Regions from separate parts of the Sus scrofa genome. Here regions 1 and 2 are each linked to region 3. A link is a contact called in public Hi-C and HiChIP or PLAC-seq data. All regions are on one chromosome and are shown on one strand. Each heading gives the region's core, a stretch centred on a gene start, on an enhancer-like site or on the middle of the called end of the contact. The rest is flanking DNA. Distances are from core to core; before and after follow the strand shown. Region 1 holds the start of LOC110261291 (zinc finger protein OZF-like). Region 2 holds the start of LOC100624467 (zinc finger protein 347). Region 3 holds the start of LOC102158906 (protein ZNF738-like).

What was found. A called contact is a pair of places that touch in the nucleus more often than the background predicts. HiChIP or PLAC-seq counts read pairs in DNA pulled down with a chosen protein or histone mark.
Region 1: a contact with region 3 is called in a Hi-C map of embryonic fibroblasts, with 2.8 times the contacts expected there. The contact joins the promoter of LOC110261291 here to the promoter of LOC102158906 in region 3. A contact is called at or near these places in 1 of 5 promoter capture datasets (fetal skeletal muscle) and 1 of 47 Hi-C or Micro-C datasets (embryonic fibroblasts).
Region 2: an H3K27ac HiChIP or PLAC-seq map of alveolar macrophages shows a contact between it and region 3. The contact joins the promoter of LOC100624467 here to the promoter of LOC102158906 in region 3. A contact is called at or near these places in 1 of 5 promoter capture datasets (liver), 4 of 47 Hi-C or Micro-C datasets (alveolar macrophages, embryonic fibroblasts, heart right ventricle and 1 more) and 1 of 2 datasets of contacts at active chromatin or transcription factors (alveolar macrophages).

What each region holds. Positions count from the first base shown.
Region 1 is chr6:57,329,232-57,332,465 of Sscrofa11.1, reverse strand. LOC110261291 (zinc finger protein OZF-like) reads left to right here and starts at 1,543. Exons shown (of 6, transcript XM_021097263.1): 1 at 1,543-1,619; 2 at 1,731-1,780.
Region 2 is chr6:57,256,778-57,260,342 of Sscrofa11.1, reverse strand. LOC100624467 (zinc finger protein 347) reads left to right here and starts at 1,798. Exons shown (of 4, transcript XM_021097261.1): 1 at 1,798-2,301; 2 at 3,424-3,513. The coding sequence starts at 3,499. It overlaps LOC110261368, which reads right to left and starts at 2,946. Exons shown (of 3, transcript XM_021097569.1): 1 at 2,865-2,946; 2 at 1,766-2,352. The coding sequence starts at 2,946.
Region 3 is chr6:57,127,467-57,130,659 of Sscrofa11.1, reverse strand. It overlaps LOC102158906 (protein ZNF738-like), which reads left to right and starts at 1,385. Exons shown (of 8, transcript XR_002345350.1): 1 at 1,385-1,529.

The DNA of each region.
Region 1 (3,234 bases), core at 294-2,793, 200 kb before region 3:
CTCATGGCCTGCCAGATCCTTAACGCACTGAGCCAGGCCAGGGATTGAACCTGCATCATCATGGATACTAGTTGGGTTCGTTTCTGCTGAGCCACAACAGGAACTCCTTAAATGCTACTTTCTTTTTTTTTTTTTTTTTTTTTTTTTAATGAGGAGGGAAATTATTTTCACCAGAGTCAGCAGACCAGCATTGTTTTCTGAGTAGATACAATTGATCTCTTCAGTAAGGACATCAAATGTTCAGACTAGAGCAAAACACATTTTTTACCCATTTTCAATAAGATGTATTTTTTCTTCATAATTAGGCTATTTGCTAAAAAAAAATCGAGTCGGCAGTTTGGGGGGTGGGGGATGTGCTTGCGTTTGGGGTGGAAATCCTGTGAAACTGGACGTGATGATCATTATACAACTACAGATGTGATAAATTCATTGAGTAATAAAAAATAAATAAATAAATCAGGAGTTGCCTTGTGGTGCAGAAAGCTTTGTGACTTCATCAGCTTGGGTCACTGCTGTGGCTTAGGTTCAGTCCCGTTCCTGGGAATTTTCACATGCCATGTTTGTGGCTGAAAAACAAAAACCAAGAAAATCCTATCATTTTATTTCATTCTCTGATATATAACCAAGAGTGGATCTGCTACGTCATAAGAAAGTTCTGTTTTTAATTGCCGGAGAAAACTGTCCAGTTTTCCACAGTGGCTGCACCAATTTGCATTGGTGCAGTTTAAGTGGGTTCTCTTTTCTCCACATCCTTACTAATATTTGTTTTGTGTTCCAGGAAGGTAGTCACCAGCACCTTGGAATATCATGCCCTTTTTTTTTTTTTTTTTTTTTTTTTTTGTCTTTTTGCCTTTTCTAGGGCCGCTTCCCACGGCATATGGAGATTTCCAGGCTAGGGGAGTCTAATCGGAGCTGTAGCTGTCAGCCTACTCCAGAGCCACAGCAACGCAGGATCCAAGCCGTGTCTGCGACCTACACCACAGCTCACGGCAACGCCGGATCCTTAACCCACTGAGCAAGGCCAGGGATTGAACCCCCAACGTCATGGTTCCTAGCCGGATTCGTTAATCACTGTGCCATGACGGGAACTCCCGGAATATCATGCTTGAGCAGAGTGCCTATGTTTGCTTTGGGCCTTGACCCCCTCAGACGGCCTCACAGTGTAATTTTGTTTCTTTGTTTGTTTTGGTTCCACTCCTGTAGAAGTTTCTGAGTCAGGATGGAACCCGTGCCACAGCAGCAATGAGAGCATCTGCAGAGACAACGGGATCCTTAAGCCACTATGCAACAAGGGAAACTCCATTTATACTGTTCTTTTTCATGGTAGTATTTTATGGAAAACTTTTCTCTCTTTAGAGGAAGAATCTTCGTTTCCTAAGTAACTGACCCCCACGATTTTATGCATTTATCTTATAACCGTTGCAGAGAGTCTCTTAAAGTTAGCAGGTGCAGGAAATCACCTTAAGGACCCGCCCTTCCCGGCTCAGGTGCTGCCCAGGGGTCGCTCCTGGCCCCGCCCCGCACAGACAGCGCCCCGCCCAGGTCCCGCCCCCGGAAGTCCCGCCTCTTCGCGGCGCAGACATTTTCCTCGGGAAAGGGAAACAGTCCAGGAAGTGAAGGTCAGATAGCGGGTCGGGTTTTTTTTGCTCCTTTCTTGTGTAATTTGGCTGCGAGGTGCCCCTTGCTGTGTCCTCACAGTCTTGGGAGTGACTGTCGAGTTTCTATTCCAGCAGCGGCGTCTCCACCCGGAGCAATTCCGGACGTCGCCGTTCTGGGTCAGGTATGTTTTCCTTTGGGTTTGAAATCGCTCTGAGGCCAGTCTCTGCCTTTGACTTTTCTGCCTGAGGTCCACATAGACGCTGCGTTTCGAGATACGTTCCTGCTTAAAAACCTTTAGTGCCTTCGTCGCCCCCACCCCCCACGTAAAGTCCTCTTCCGCGAAGAGGACCCGCGCCCCACCTCGCCCCCCGCCCTGGAGGCAGCGCCGCCCGCCCGGCTCCCGGAGAAGCCGCGTCCTCGCCCTGGTGCTGGGATTCGGGAGCCCCCCTCTGCTGAGACACCCTCCCTCCCTGCAGCCCCTCTGTCCTCGCGGCTCCCCAGGCCGGTCCTTCTGCCCCGCAGGCCTCCCCTGCGTCGTCAGCCCTTCCCCGCATCCCGCGTAGGAGGAGGTGACCCTGACCAGCCGTGGGACCCCGGGTACTGTTCCTTCTCAGATATCTCCGGATGAAAAATGGTCTCTTCCCGTAGGCGAGCGTTTTATTCAGTTGCGAATACGTAGGCAAGGGGAATCCAGGAGAAGCAGGTGCAGAGGGCGACAGAGAGAGAGAGAAACTGGAGACAAGAATTACAGAGGACGATAGTAACTTAGGCGATGCCGGAAGCTCTTCTAGGGAGACACTGGCATAACAGCGGTTTATGCTTGTACCTGCTGCAGTATGATAGACGTAAATAAAGAAGTAATTAAAAGAGAATCAGCAGGAATTGGAGAAAATCCCTGAGAGACCGGCAGCGTATTAGTGGTAGAAGGGGGGATAACAACGGTGAGGCATTTCAGGCAAAGTGAGAGTGGCTGGGATAAAAGAGTTGGAACCTTGGCCTTCATAGCAACAGTTGCTGGTGTTAGGAAACTCTTGACCCCAACCACAAACCTTGGCCAGGCAGCTTAATTACTGCTAGCATGAGACATTTCTCAATGGGGGCCCTGATAAGGAAGGTGGTGCTGCCTGGAAAACAACCAGGTGGAGTCTTGAGGAAGGAGAGAGGACCAACCTCCCAGATGCCTTGGAGCTGGAACCCATCTTGCCTGAGAGAGTCACTTGCCACCAGGAAGGGCCCTGAGTCAGATCGGATATGGGCAGAGCAAGAGACAGCCCAGAAACTGACCCCATTCCCATAAAAGGTGATACTATCTATGATCCACATGGCAGAGCAGTTGTCGGTTCTCTCACCCTACTGCCCTGGGCCTGAGTGTTCCTTCCAGAACAGTCTTTTGCTTTGTCAGCACACTCGTCAGATGATATGTTTCTGAGTGTTAGACAGGAGTCCTTGTTCAGGCCCTGGACAGGGGCCCCATTGTTGCTACACTGGGCATAATTGGAAATAATGAGAGGAGCCAAGAAAAAAGCCAGCAGGAAGTAAGCATAGCCCCCTGAGGGTGTGAGAGTGTGGCGGCAAAGGAAGCACAACCCAGATAGAAGGGTTGTAGCCCAGAGGGCAAATCAGGATCTCCAGGCC
Region 2 (3,565 bases), core at 549-3,048, 130 kb before region 3:
GACTAGGAACCATGAGGTTGCGGGTTCGGTCCCTGCCCTTGCTCAGTGGGTTAGGGATCCGGCGTTGCCGTGAGCTGTGGTGTAGGTTGCAGATGCGGCTCGGATCCCGCATTGCTGTGGCTCTGGCGTAGGCAGGTGGCTACAGCTCCGATTAGACCCCTAGCCTGGGAACCTCCATGTGCCGCGGGAGCGGCCCAAGAAATAGCAAAAAGACAAAAAAAAAATAAAATAAAATAAAGTTATGTGATTCTAGGAGTTCCTCTTGTGGCTCAGCGTGTTAGGAACCGGACAAGGTGTCAGTGAGGATGCACTGGCCTCCCTCAGTGGGTTAAGGATCTTGCATTGTCACAAGCTTTGGCTCAGATCCGGCGTTGCCATGGCGGTGGCACAGGCCTCAGCAGCTCCAATTCCACACCTAACCCAACTTCCATATGCTGCAGGTGCAGCCATAAAAAGAAAAAAATACTTTAAGCTCTTCTCCAGAAGAAACTGGCACAACATTGTAAATCAGCTATACTTTAATTTTAAAAAGCTGTGCTGTTCTGAAAACAAGAAATAATTCTTTCTTCCATTATCGTTTTCCATTTTTTCTTTTTAATTCATTGTTCAGAAGAAAATATTTTTGTCTTAAAATCAAAATTATATTAAAAATACTATATAAGTATCCATATTACAATCTTCATTCTCAAGCATTTACTTTTCTTCAATAAGATGCCTTTCCTAAGTATTTTAAAAAAATTATGCAGTTAGATAAAAATTTTTTTTTTGCTTTTTTATTGTGTCTGTATGCAATGTTGGACACTAAACTTACTGCAGTAATCATTTCAATACATAGAAGTCAGAACATTATGCTGTAAACCTTAAACTCATACAGTGATATGCGTCAGAGACGCTGAAATATAACTCGGGGAAAATGTGATCTTAAGAGGTAAATAAAACCCTTTAGAAAAAAACCCACTGCAATCCACAGCAATTTTTTAAAATGCACTGCTATTTTTTTTTGGCCATGCCCACAGCGTGCCTACGCTCCCCACCAGGGATTGAACCCATGCCACAGCCACAACCAGAGCCACAGCAGGAACAATGAGATATCCTTAACTTGCTGTGCCACCAGGAAACTGCCCCCCCCCTTTATTGCTATTTTTAAAGCGATGTTTAATAACAAAGTATCAGATGGCTTCATTCTCCTGCGTCAGACCCCAGGTTTTGTTCTTGAGTCTCTGGCACTGAGAGCTTGTTGCGTTTGCCCCCCACCCCATGGCTGAATGAGGCGGGGAAAGGAAAAGCTGTTTTGTACGGTTTCAGCATGAAATAACCCGTTCTACCCAGGGAGGGTTTCATATTTCTCATTCTACTTTGTGATACAGAGAAAATTCCAGCTCTTGTTTCCGTAGCAGGCTTATATTAATTCTAATTGCAGAAAATGTTCCCACAGCCAGGCACTGCCCCAGAGCAGCCACCTGGACCAACGTTCCCAACCGCTGAATTGCTTGAGCCGCAGAAGCAGGACGTGTGAGCAAACTGCTGGCAAAATAGCCTTTTTTTTTTTTTTTTTTTTATGGCCTCACCCGCGGCAGATGGAAGTTCCCAGCCAGGGACTGAATCCAAGCCACAGCTGCGACCTATGCCACAGCTGCGGCAACCCACTGCGTCACAGCAGGAACTCCCAAAATAGCTTTTTAATTCAAACCGGTTTGAACTTGTTTAGGAGGAAACGTCTTAGATTCCATGACATCAGTGGTCCACACAAGTAGAAGTTTTTTACCTTAAAAGCAGCCGTGGCAGGAGTTGTGCGGCGGCGCCGCCGAGGCAAGGATCCCGGCTGGCTCTGCCGCAGCGCGGGACCCGGGCCAGGCGCAGTGGGCCCGGGAGTCGCTGTTCTCCGAGGCTGCCTGGGCTGCCCGCCAGGCGCAGCGGGGGGAAGGCTCCCACGGCCGCAGCTGTGGTGTAGGTCGCAGCTGCGGCTCTTATTCGCCCTGCCCCCGAGCGGGAATTTCCATATGCCGCAGGTGCGGCGGGGAAAAAAAAGAAAGAAAGAAAGAAAAACAAACAAAAGCAGTTTCAAAGTCCGCAGAAGCGCGCTCCCCGGCCAGCGCCGGGGCCCCTCGCCCCCGCGCACATCTGGTCTCCCTCCTCCCCCGCCACCCCCGCCCCGGACCCTCCGGCCCGCAGCGCTCAGCGCAGGCCCCGCCCGGAAGCCCCGCCCCTGGCGCTCGGCAGGCGCCTTTTTTCCGGAAGCGGAAGCAGGAGCGGGAGCAGCCGCGGACAGCAGGGAGTGAAGGGAAGGTCCGGCTGGACGGGGTAAGTTTCTCCTTTCTTGTGTAAATGTGTGTTCGCGGTGCGCCTTCCTCCCTCCTCAGGGTGTGGGAGTGACTTCAGGCCTAAGATCCCAGCGCCCGGGCCCCCGCCCCTAGTAGATCCAGATGTTGCCGTTCCTGGTCGGGTTATCTTTTCTTTGGTGTGTGCACTCGCTCTGAGGCTGGTCCCTGCCCTTGGCTTTTCTGCCTTCGGTCCACGTAGAGGCTGTCTTTCTTTCGCTGGGTTCTTTTTCATAAAACCCCGCACTACCTCTGCGGGTCCCCCCCCCCCCGCGCCGGGGTAAACCCCTCTTTCAAGAGGTGGGTTCGGAGCCCCCCCCCGCACCCCCAGACTTTCTGCCCCGCCCCTGGAGGGCAGCTCCAGCCGCCCGGCTCCCGGAGAGTCCGCGTCCTCGCCCTGGTCCTGGGATTCGGGAACCCGCCCTCTCCTGAGACACCCTCCGTCCAGCCCCTCTGTCCTCGCGGCTCCTCAGGCCGGTCCTTCTGTCCCGCAGGCCTCCCCTGCGGAGTCAACCCTTCCCCGCACCCCGCGAAAGGGGAGGTGACCTGGGCCACCGTGTGACGCCCAGTGTTCTACGGTCCCAAATTCCACCCCGCTGGAAAATGTGTTTTTCCAGTAGGCGGGCATTTTATTCAGTCACCATCTCGGTAAATACGTGGGCGATGCGGATCAGGAGAAGCAGAGACAGAAAGCGACTGAGACAAAAATAGAAAACTGAAAAGGAGGAAAGAATGAGGGAAAACCAATGGGGACTTAGAGGATGGGTGAGGGACTTGTAAAGAGGCAGTAAAATGGAATAGATTTAGCTTTGAAAGTCGCAGGTGAATAAAATAGAGAAGTGAGTAAAAAAGCCAGATCTGCAGGAATTGGAAAGCAACTCTTAAAGGGCTAGGGTTTCTTTTAACGGCCTTGAGTGGCAAGAACAAGAAATAAGAAACTTGTCTGAATCCCTCCTGGGACAGTGGGCAGCAGAGGCCTGTCTCTCCCATATGGTGAGGTCTTCCCTGTGTGTGTGTGTGTGTGTGTGTGTGTGTGTGTGCGCGTGTGCACGCAAAAGGGGTAGGTTGATTCTAAGCTTTAAACTGTATCTTTTCAACTTTCAAGATCATCCTCTAAAGACTCACGTGGTCTGAGGAAGAAGCCAGGAAGAGGAGGAAGGCTAAAGACAAGGAGTCAGGAATGGCTTTCTTTCAGGTAAAGTCACATTTTCATTTCATTCTCAGTCTTTCCTTCTTGAAATACCCTT
Region 3 (3,193 bases), core at 136-2,635:
AATATTTAAAAAACAGCGTTTGTAGGTACAAAACCCAATCATTTACAAGTTACAGTGCAGAGAACTATAATTAGAAAAGCATAACCTGAAATGAAATAAACCAATTGTGAGTAAATCTAATAAAAACTTGTAAAACTTATGTGAGAAAAACTATAAACATTCCTGAAATATATGCAATATGTATAAACAAATGGAAAACCACATCATATCCTGGGTAAAAAAACCCTCAACATTATGATGAGGTCAGTTTTCAAAGCTAATTTATAAACTTAATCTGTTCCTGATATAGGCACTCAATTTTGTGTGTGTTTTGTTGTTGTTTGGTTGTGCCTAAGGCACGTGGAATTTCCTGGGCTCGGGATGGAACCAAGCGCCACAGCAGCGGTTCCGGCCACAGCGGTGACAATGCCACTGCTTAACCCACTGTGCCACAAGGGAACTCCGACACTCAGTTTCTGAAGCCTGCAATGTTACAGAAAAATCATACAGAATAAAGAAAAAGAACAGCCACAAGAGAAGAGGGCGCGGCTATCCGTAGGAGACATTTCTGATTGAGAGAGATCAGTGACATTAAAAATTGAGAAACATACCATAGTGCATATGAGAAGTTAATAAGCAGCAAAACCTACAGCAGAGATGTTGGTATTTGGGAAATGGAAATTCCTATCACAATGACAATAAATGGTCTTATTCGTCATATACTGTGACGAGATACAGGTCAAAGGGTAAAGAAAAATTAAAATGTTTGCATTATTTAATAGCGGTATTCTCAAAAGCCTGACTGTAGTCAATTGCTTGCTCGTGTCTCCAAAGGAGTTCCTCAGACAATGACAGGTTTGGGGTTGAAAGTTTTCCCAGTGATTTCTTATGCCTCCAAGTGTATGGGGAACAGAAGGGAAAGTTATGTTCTGAAGAAAAGGAGTATAACATTGCAAATTCCGCACAGAAACAATTTTGCACTTCCTGCCACGCTCGGATTTCCATCAGCCACTCTAAAATTGAGGCTTTCGCTTCATTAAATAAGGAGCCACAACTGCCCCGTGTCTCAGAAATTCCCGGATCCAGCCCCGCCCCCCAACTTCGTGCCGCGCCCCCAGGTCCCAGCGGTCCCCCTGGTCGCAGCCTCGCGGCTCCGAGCATCCGCGTCTTCTCCGCTCGGTGTTTTCAGCCAAACCGTTCTCAACTCTCCGGTTCCAACATTAGTGGCCCGCGCGTCTCTAATTCTGCACATGGCCTGGTTCTAAAGGACACGAGACCCATTCACAGGATCCAAAGCAGAGAAGCAGAGCCTCTCCGAGAGAAAAAGGCCAGACCTGCCGCCCACCAGCAACCTCGCTGCCCCGCCCTGCCAACGACCCAGACGCGCCCCTGGCGGCCCTGCCCTGGTGCGCACGCGCGGGTCGCTTAGACCCGGAAGCGGTTCCTGAGAAACGACGGGCGCACGGGGGCGTGTGCGTCTCGGAATTTTGGTTCGTTACCGCGCTATGCGCAGGCCCTGCTTCTCCACACCCAGCTTGCGGGGTCTCTCGGTAAGTTATATTCCCTGAAGGCGCCGGCGCTTAGGTTCCTCCCTTTTCGGCTCTCGCGGCGACGCCGGAAGACTTCGTGTGTCGGGAGTCTGGGTCTGACGCTGGTAAAAATCACTCCCGCGCAGGCCGGCCCCGGTGTTCTGCCTTCGGTCCGTATAGAAACTCACCTCGGGCGGCCTGTTTGCTTCTGGACCCTTTCTCAAACCTTTGTCTGACTGCCGATTCAGCAGCCCCCACCCCCACCCCTCCGCCCAGTTCCACCCTGTAACGACCTCACTCGGGAGATGCGTAAGCGCCCGACTTCTCCTTCCAGGGAGAGCAGAGAGGGATACAGAGGTAGATATATATGCAGTGAGTGAGACGTCAGAACCTGTGGGGAGAAACAGCGACAGGGATGGAAACAGATTGGGACCACACAGTCTGCTGGAGGAGGAGGACTAGAGAGGGAGGGAGACAGAATGAAGAGTAGAAACAAAGGAGAGAAGCAGAAGGACCCAGAGAGACGTATATAGAGAACCAAGCACATAATGGTGGGGAGAGGGGGGAACCCAAATCCAGGGTCATCAGTATCGAGTTGATTAAATCTGGAGAATTAAGCTGTGACGAACTAACTAGGGTCTCTGTAAGCTAATTTATTTAAAATTTGTTTACTTCTTACAAGTACGCAGAAGAGAATGACCGTTGCAACAGTCGGTATTTGAGAGATCTCCATTTTCGAATAATTGCTTCAGATGATGACTTCATTTGCAACCCAAATGCCTCTGGAGGGCGGAGACTTAGCTCAGTCTGTTCCAGGTCATTCTCTTCCCTTCCAAGAAATGGGGGAAGAATTTCTGTCATCAGATAATGCAACTGATTGGTTATCACGTATGTAGCTGCTTGTTGTGGGATCTCAGTTCCCAAACCAGGGATTGAACCTCAGGTTGAGCAGTCAGTCCTAACCACTAGTCCACAGGGGAGCTCCCCCACATGGTGCTTTTTAAAACCGCCTTTATTTTTTAAAATATATTTTATGGAAGTATTGTTGATTTACAGTGTTGTGTTAATTTCTGCTGTACTGCAAAATGATTCAGCTATACATACATATACATTTTTGAAAGAAATAGTCTTTTCCATTATTTTCTTTTTTTAGGGCAGCATCCATGGCAAATGGAGGTTCCCAGGCTAGGGGTCGAATTGGAGCTGTAGCCACTGGCCTACTGCCACAGCCACAGCAATGTGAGATCTCAGCTGTGTCTGCAGCCGACACCACAGCTCACCGCAATGCTGGATCCTTAACCCACTGAGTGAGGCCTGGGATCGATCCTTCACCTTCATGGATGCTAGTCAAATTCACTTCCGCTGGGCCACGACGGGAACTCCTCCATTATGGTTTATCATAGGACATTGAATGTAGTTCTCTGTGCCATTGTTTAACTCTTCCGTGTGTAGTAGCTCACGCCTGCTAACCCCGACCTCCCTCTCCACTCCGCTCCCAACCTCCCTCCCCTTTGGCAGCCACAAGTCTGTTCTCTTTGTCCATGAGTCTGTTCCGTAGATAGGTTCATTTCTGTCATTTTCGATTCCACATATAAGTCATATCATAGGGTATTTGTCTTTCTAACTTATTTCACCAGTACCTAGTTTAACCCGTTTCATATTTGGTAGCTTCTTTTTTCCTTTAA